Linked DNA regions of Mus musculus: region 2 is linked to region 1. A link is a contact called in public HiChIP or PLAC-seq data. All regions are on one chromosome and are shown on one strand. Each heading gives the region's core, a stretch centred on a gene start, on an enhancer-like site or on the middle of the called end of the contact. The rest is flanking DNA. Distances are from core to core; before and after follow the strand shown.

Region 1 (3,674 bases), core at 967-3,466:
TGAAATTCCAGGCATGGGTCACCATGCCTGCTCCAACATATTTATTAATGGCAAACGTTATACCTTAGCACCTTGAAAAGCCATCTTGGGTAAAGTGTTATTTGGAAGGAAAAGAAGGTTCGCATTTGAGTTCAAGAGATTGCCCTTAGTCCTACCATACTTTCCAAACTCTGCATTGTAATTGTGGTTACTGAGGGGGAGGGGCTGGAATCGAACCCAGGGCCTTTGCATGCCAAGCACATGTACCCACTAGGCCACATCCCCAGCCTGCCAGCGCCATGCCACTGAGCTATGTCACTGGCCTCTTCCTTTCTTAGGATGGTGCTGGGGATCACATTCATGCATGCTGATTGTGTAATCGCACACTGCCAATGGTCCACACCCCAGCCCGCTAACCCCGCTCGTTATTTCCCCTCCCACTCTGTCCCTTCTCTACTTGTTCTGGGGAGTAAACTCAGGGTCTCTCTGCCTATCTTGCTAGATAAGCGCTCTACCTCTGAACTACATCTCCAGCCTTCTAACATTGTGTAATGTTATTTAAATCAGCTGACTTCCTTTTATTGTAGCAGAATGAGAACTGAAAATGTAAGGTCTGTGAAACAGAGCCAGCAACAAAGTAGTGTTCTTATTATGTTTCTTCTCAGAATTCTCTCCAGTGGGTAAAAAGACACCTTTCCGTCTAGTGGTTTGAGAAGCACTTCCTTCCTTGCGCTCTTTCTTTCTAACTCTCTTTGGGGATTGAGTCCAGGACGTTGTACATGGCAGGCATGATGAGATCCCATCAGAAAGTCAGCTGTACACTGAGGTATATCCCCAGTTGTCCTTCCTTCTCAATAAAATTACTGTTGTATTTGAAAGGAGATTGTCAACAAATGAAGAAAGTCCCAGGTCTTGTTCAAATGCTATTACCATGAACTTTGATTATCATGCCACTGCGTTTCCCAGAGGCAGTTATGATAAAGATTAAATATCTTTGCCCTTAAAAGGAGAGTAGCATTGTAGATGCTTGTCTAAAATAACTTGGTATGTACTAGGAAATGTAAATGGACCATCAATTTAGATGAAGCAATGTTTCTGAGGTATTATGTCAAGATATAAGTTCTTCCATGTAATGTAATTTTAGTGTGTCATAGTCCGAAGCGTAAATATAAACCACATTTTGATTGTTACATTTTAAAAAGGTTGTTTAGAATATAAGAATTCTGATCATTGTGTTTAGAACACTTTTTGTTGTAAGCATGACCCATGGAGTAGAAGCATCAAGCCTTCTCTAGAGGTAGTTATTTGTAGAACTGATGTGATTTTTAAAACATTAAAATTAAGCTGCAAATGTTATTTCTGCATTTTTTCATGTATATAAATATTTCTTGTCACATCTTGGAAAAAATTGGATGAATTAGTTTCATTTTTATAATCTTTACTTTAAAAATAAAAATGTATCATGTGATTTGTAAATGTACCAGGAGTGGGGATAAGTCTGTTTATAAAACTCTTTTGTATATTTTAATTTCTGGACTACATTGTAGCTAATTATTCCATTCAATCTTAAGGTAATTTAAATCTATAAAATAAATATCGCAATTATATTATCAATAAAGAGAACTGAAGATATTTTCTAAAATAAGAAATTGCCTTCTATGTCTGTTATAGAATCCATATGATATTAAAAGTAATTTTTTATCCTTGTTTTGATGGCTTGGTTTTTTTTGTTTGTTTGTTTGTTTTTTTGAGACAGGGTTTCTCTGTGTAGCCCTGGCTGTCCTGGAACTCACTCTGTAGACCAAGGCTGGCCTCGAACTCAGAAATCCGCCTGCCTCTGCCTCTGAAGTGTTTGGATTAAAGGCGCGCGCCACCACGCCCGGCTTAGATTTACTTTTTAAAAAATTTATTTTGTTTGTGTGTGTGTTTGTGAGTACTATGCACTATGTGCATGAGGATGCCTTTCCAGGCCAGAGGGTGGGAGGCATCAGATCCCTGCAACAAGACAGGTTCGTAGTGGAAATTCAGCTGCATCTCCCGCTCTCCTGCTCTGAAAAGCCCGAGACGGGGGATTGCTATGAGACGCGTGCAGTTGCGCGGCAGCCCAGCAGGTTCATGCAGGCATCCGGTCCTGGAGTGGAGACGGCGGAAAAGCGCCTCCGGTCCGGCGCTGTGCTTCCCGGCGCGGAGAGCGCGGGAGCCGCTGGCGCGCGGGGCGCCTGCTGCGCATGCGCAGCGAGCTGGCGCTTCTCTAGCGCCGCGAGTTACGGCTGCCCGCTCTCCCGGCGGGCTTCGGCAGGAATGGAGCCGCTGGACGAGCTGGACCTGCTGCTGCTGGAAGAGGACGGCGGAGCGGAGGCCGTGCCGCGGGTGGAGCTGTGAGCCTGCGGGAGGGCGGCGGGCGCGAGCGGGACCTGCGCGGTTTTCCCGGGTGTTAGCTGGAGGGTGATCGTCGGCCAGTCTTAATTGGGACCTGAGCTTGCTGGTGTAGCCCGCTGCTTTTTCACACGTCAGCCCACCCCTGTCATTGATACTTTGGATTTGATTTTGTCTTATTTGCATGTGCGGAAGACCCGCTTGTGGCGGTCGGAGGAGCACCCGTGCTAGTTATTTTCTTTCACGTGGGACGTCGGGGTCAAACTCCGGGCTGAAGGCTTGCCAGGAATCGCCTTTAGTCAGACGACCCAGTGTTCGTTCGTTCTTTCTTTCTTTCTTTCTTTCTTTCTTTCTTTCTTTCTTTCTTTCTTTCTCTCTCTCTCTCTCTCTCTCTCTCTCTCTCTCTCTCTCTCTCTCTCTCTTTCTTTCTCTTTTTTGGTTTTTTGAGACAGGGTTTCTCTGTGTAGCCCTGGCTGTCCTTGAACTCACTTTGTAGACCAGGCTGGCCTCGAACTCAGAAATCCGCCGGCCTCTGCCTCCGGAGTGCTGGGATCAAAGGCGTGCGCCACCACGCCCGGCTTTTATTTATTTTTAAATTTACTTAAGTGTACATATGCAAGTGCCTGAGTTTAGAGGCATCTCCTGGCGCTCGTGCCATCCCTTCAATATATCTTTTAAGAGCTCCTGGAGGTGTTACACCCGGTATACAGTAGGTCCAAGCCCTCTAATGCCATAAAGATTAGTATGATTGGCAGCTCCTGGCAGCAATTGCAGTGAACCTTTCATGCTGCTTCCCGCGTCCCTCTTTTTTCCTTCAAGCAGTAGTTGGGCGGACCAGGTACAGCAAGCAGGTGCTGTGCCACTGAACATTGTCATGCCCAGCACAGCAGGTGCTATGCCACTGAACTTTGGCATGCCCAGTATATCAGTTATCTGGAAAATGGACAGGACTAGCTCTCTTTAGTTGTACTTCCTAATTGCTTTCGACTGTGGTAGAAGCCCTTTTTGGTATTTTCCAGTTTTTGAGGTAGCCCAGGCTAGCCTCGAGCTGAGATGTGTAGCCAGCCCAGGACGGCTTTGACCTTCTGATCTCTGATCCTCTTTTTTTCCACTTCCCAAGTGTTTGTTTTGTTGCTGTTGTTTTATACAGGGTCTCATTTTGTAGACCAGGCTAACCTTGTGTGGTTAGGAGGTAGGAGTGGGCCCTGGAGGCCCAAGAAAAAGCCACACAGGCTGATTAATGTCTAGTCCAGGTATTGGTGAGAGTTGGCCAAACTGGTGGGCATTCTCCTGTTTGTAGACTGACCCTAACCCGTACC
Region 2 (3,762 bases), core at 847-3,346, 56 kb after region 1:
CACTTAGGAATGAATTACACTTATTTTTCTGATGTGTGTGTACCACAGCGCACACACAGAGAAGTCAGAGGATAACTTGTGGAGTGGGCAGTCTTCTTTCATCATATAGATCTTGAGGATCCAACTTTGATTTTCCAGATTGGCGGCAAACACCTTTACTCACTGAACGATCTCACTCTCCTGGTAGCCCTGGCCTTGAATTTACATTGCCTGCCTCTATCTCATTCAAAATGTTTTAAAATGCAAACCCCCAACCCCCACCCCCAGATAGGATTCCTCTGGCTGTCCTAGGACTCACCCTATAGACCAGGCTGGCCTCAAACAGAGATCCGCCTTTCTCTGCCTCCTGAGTGCTAGGATAAAGGCATAAGCCACCATGCTCAGCCTGTTTTTTTATCAATCACATTGAAGTATGAAAGGTTTTTTTGTTGTATTATTGTGAGTGGGCTGTGTATGTGCCTTGGGGCATGTGTGGAAGTCAGAGGACAGTTTCAAGAGTAACCCCTCCTTCTATCAAATGGGCTCCATAGGTCTACTCCACAGGTCAGCTATGTGGATCTTCTGAGCCCCTGTTTGGTGCATACAGTATTTTGGTTATTTTTGAGAGGGACTGATGCCTAAGCTGGCCTCAGTGCCCCTGTGTAGTGAGGCTGGTATTGAACCCATAATCCTCCTCTGTCTGCCTCCTGAGTGCTAGGATTCCAAGGCAAACGAAACTATACTTAGCCTAATGTTTAGGTTTCAAAATCAAAATCACCATAGTTGTTTTGTTTTTATAAATAGGGCTCTGAAGATGGCTTGAAAGAAAAAAATGAAATAATTGCCCGACTAGAAGAAAAGACCAATAAGATCACTACAGCCATGAGGCAGCTGGAGCAAAGGTAGGACCCTCACATGAGTCTCTCCTTCTCCTTCCTTTCTCCCTCTGACACCTGCCACGGAGTTGTTAGAAAGACCTCACCCAGGGCCTGTGTCTGCCAAGGCCAAGCCAGGCCTTGTCTTTTTGTTTTGGTTGCTGCATGGAACCAAGTTGCTTTACTTAGGGCGATTCATTTGAAGTTGCCTTTTTGGAGATAATTTAAAGGCACAATATCTGTAGTTTCTTGTCATTTCGTCTGTGACATAAAACAAAGACTTGAAAAACTGAACTGGGGCCGGCTCAGAGGGCCTGCCCCCTGAAGGAGCTGCCCCATCCCTCGACCGTGGCTGTCTCCTCTCTGAAAGCGGCATGCGTTAACAGGAAGCTGCTTCCCCAAGGCAGGCTCTCTTGTCAGTGGAGCGCTGTATCCTGGCCTTTCATTTTACTGTTGGAAAACCTTCTGTCCCCATTGCCCTGTCACGTTGAGTCAACATGTGTCACCATTGCTTTCTTTGAACTTAGGGAAAACATAACTACTGATGCTTTATGACACAAATATTCTTTTATTGACATCCTCTTTCTTCTTTTTTCTTCTTTCTTTTCGTTGTTTTCTTTATCCCCACTTTTACATTTGGACATCTTTATTACCGTTTCTTGTCTTTGATTTCTGTCCATTCCATTATGAAGCGACAACGACTTGTTAACTCAGACTAGGACAATTGCAGTGTCATTGGTGAAAAGTGCTAGTAGTGACCCTCAGGACCAGTACAAGCTGGTCAAAGACATCTCCTTCTGAAGCCCACTCCAAGAGCAGAACCCATACTCACATGTTAAATGGAAAAGCATTTATGCTATCTCATATGTCCAGGCTGCAGGGACCCTCCATGGCTGCTGTGAGACACGGCGGGCGCCCTGGCGGGCTCCTCACGTGCACTCCTCAGCCTTGTGCACAAGGGCAGATCTGAGTCCCACCTTCGAGGATGGCAAGACTTTTTCAAAGTTCTATCTTTTTAGCTACCTTTCGATGGAAGCTAGAAACCTTTGTTTTCAAGCTGTGTTGGCACAGATAAAACATATACCCACACCCGCTGGCATACTCTGCCTAATGGCTCCTGATTTTTAAGTTTTTAAAGCAGTTCTCAAACCAGGCTGGCCACTGCCCTGGGCTTTAGCACCTCCGTTTTCTAATCCTCCCGCCCTCTTGTGATAGCACAACTGCAGGCCTACCTCACTTACTTTACTTCCTGTAACCTTAGAAGAGAGCCGAGTCCAGCCCTACCGCCTTAATCCTTTCGTTTCAATGTAGACCTAGAGGTAACTGACTCCCTCTCCTTTCTCGGAGGCTTTTATACTCGCAGTGTGTGTGGCCTTATTTAGGGTGTTGGAGGCAGATATGAAGATACAAGAGTTCTCTTGTGACTTCCTGTGAAGAGTTAGTGTCCCTTGAGTTCTGGGAAATATTTTCTTATAAAATATTGAAGATAAACCTCAAATCTTGATGGCCAAGGGAGGCAAGGAGTGTAGCTGGGCCTGGGGACAAACAGTGACTTAAATACGAACAGGGAAAGGTGACATAGTAAGCTATTCTTTAAGATTCAAGCAAAGAATAAAAATTGTATTGCTGGAGATGATGTGACAGTTACAGAGGACAGGACCTGGGTTCACTTCCCAGCACCCACATGGTGTGGTTTCCAGTTCCAGTCCCATGGGATCTGACACCTGCTTCTGACCTCCGTGGGCACCAAGCATATATGTGGTGCATAGACATACATGCAAGCAAAACATTCATAAATGTAAAATAACTATCTTAAAAAATTCTCTCTAGGGAATGCCAAGCACTAAATATTTTTGAATCTTAAAAATATACATATACACACATAAATATACAGCTTTGCATAGTTAAGCAACCGTACAGAGCTCTGATGGAAGACTCCATCCCTGAGAACTGTAGCTGTTGCTCTTTGCTCTTGGCCTTGCAGTGCACTTGATTCCTGGCACACACATCTTAGCATCACATACAGCAGGTGTGTTCTGCACTTACTAGAGACTCAAGCTCACGGCTTTGTAAAAAGGCAGTATCGTACCTAGCCATATTTGAGATTGAAATCATCCTCCAACAGTAAAAAACTGTATTGCTTTGCATTAATTATGAACAAGAAATAAAGCAAATTTAAAGATAGTTTTCTGGGCATATTATATCTTATGTTGAAAAAAAAAAAGCACAAAACAATTTCTAGACATTGTGTGGCTCTTTCACGTTTGAGTTTGTGAGTTCTCCCCCAAACTTTGTTTTCATTTAGAAATGTTTCTATTTCCCCATTTTTCTTTTGTCTTCTTCACCCTTTTACACCCTAGTTCTAGCCTCAGTTTTACCCAAAGTTGATTTGAATTACACCAGATTGCAGCAAGCAGAGAAGGCGCAAAAGGAAGCAGAAGCCGAGGATGAGAAATATGCCCAGGAGTGTCTGAGCCAATCCGACAGTCTGCAGAGACAGATCTCGCAGAAGGAGCAACAGCTGTGAGTGCTTGGTCGTGAGATCAAATTCTTGTACTAACACGGTCTCCACTAGCCAGTACAGTACAAGTACCTAAAGAAGGTGTGTGGGATGCTTGTGATGGCTCGGTATGGAAACGCAGTTACCAGCAAGCCCGAGTTCAGCTTCCAGGCCCTATGTGGTGGATGGAGAGACAATGACTCCTTAGGGTGTCCTCCTGCACACGTCTCAGTTCCTCACTCAGTGGGTTCAAACTCCAAACACACACACACAAAGGGAGAGGAGAGAGAGAGGGGTAGGGGAGAAAGAAAATGTAGTGCAGGTCTACATAATTTCCTTCATAAGGAAGGGCGACTTTGAGCTTTTGCTCTCCCTGCTTCCACCTCTGAATGCTGGGATTCCAGGTGA

The links. HiChIP or PLAC-seq counts read pairs in DNA pulled down with a chosen protein or histone mark.
Region 2: an H3K4me3 HiChIP or PLAC-seq map of the 230-238 cell line shows a contact between it and region 1, with 27 read pairs. The contact joins the enhancer-like site here to the promoter of Dna2 in region 1. A contact is called at or near these places in 6 of 39 promoter capture datasets (embryonic stem cells, fetal liver, frontonasal cranial neural crest and 2 more), 3 of 484 Hi-C or Micro-C datasets (3T3-L1-derived adipocytes, embryonic stem cells and epiblasts), 3 of 115 datasets of contacts at active chromatin or transcription factors (the 230-238 cell line and embryonic stem cells) and 3 of 9 other capture datasets (adipose tissue, liver and pancreatic islet).

Annotation. Positions count from the first base shown.
Region 1 is chr10:62,944,813-62,948,486 of GRCm38.p6, forward strand. It overlaps Dna2 (DNA replication helicase/nuclease 2), which reads left to right and starts at 2,217. Exons shown (of 21, transcript NM_177372.3): 1 at 2,217-2,357. The coding sequence starts at 2,281. Slc25a16 (solute carrier family 25 (mitochondrial carrier, Graves disease autoantigen), member 16) reads left to right here. Exons shown (of 9, transcript NM_175194.2): 9 at 1-1,682.
Region 2 is chr10:63,001,400-63,005,161 of GRCm38.p6, forward strand. It overlaps Rufy2 (RUN and FYVE domain-containing 2), which reads left to right. Exons shown (of 18, transcript NM_027425.4): 12 at 784-881; 13 at 3,258-3,377. Among named protein-coding and RNA genes, the nearest start is that of Hnrnph3, 21 kb to the right of the region's middle. Within about 2 kb of position 2,097, at least 12 of the 459 cell types and tissues checked have an H3K27ac peak or open chromatin away from gene starts, as enhancers often do. A contact at or near this core is called in the 230-238 cell line, where this site is marked.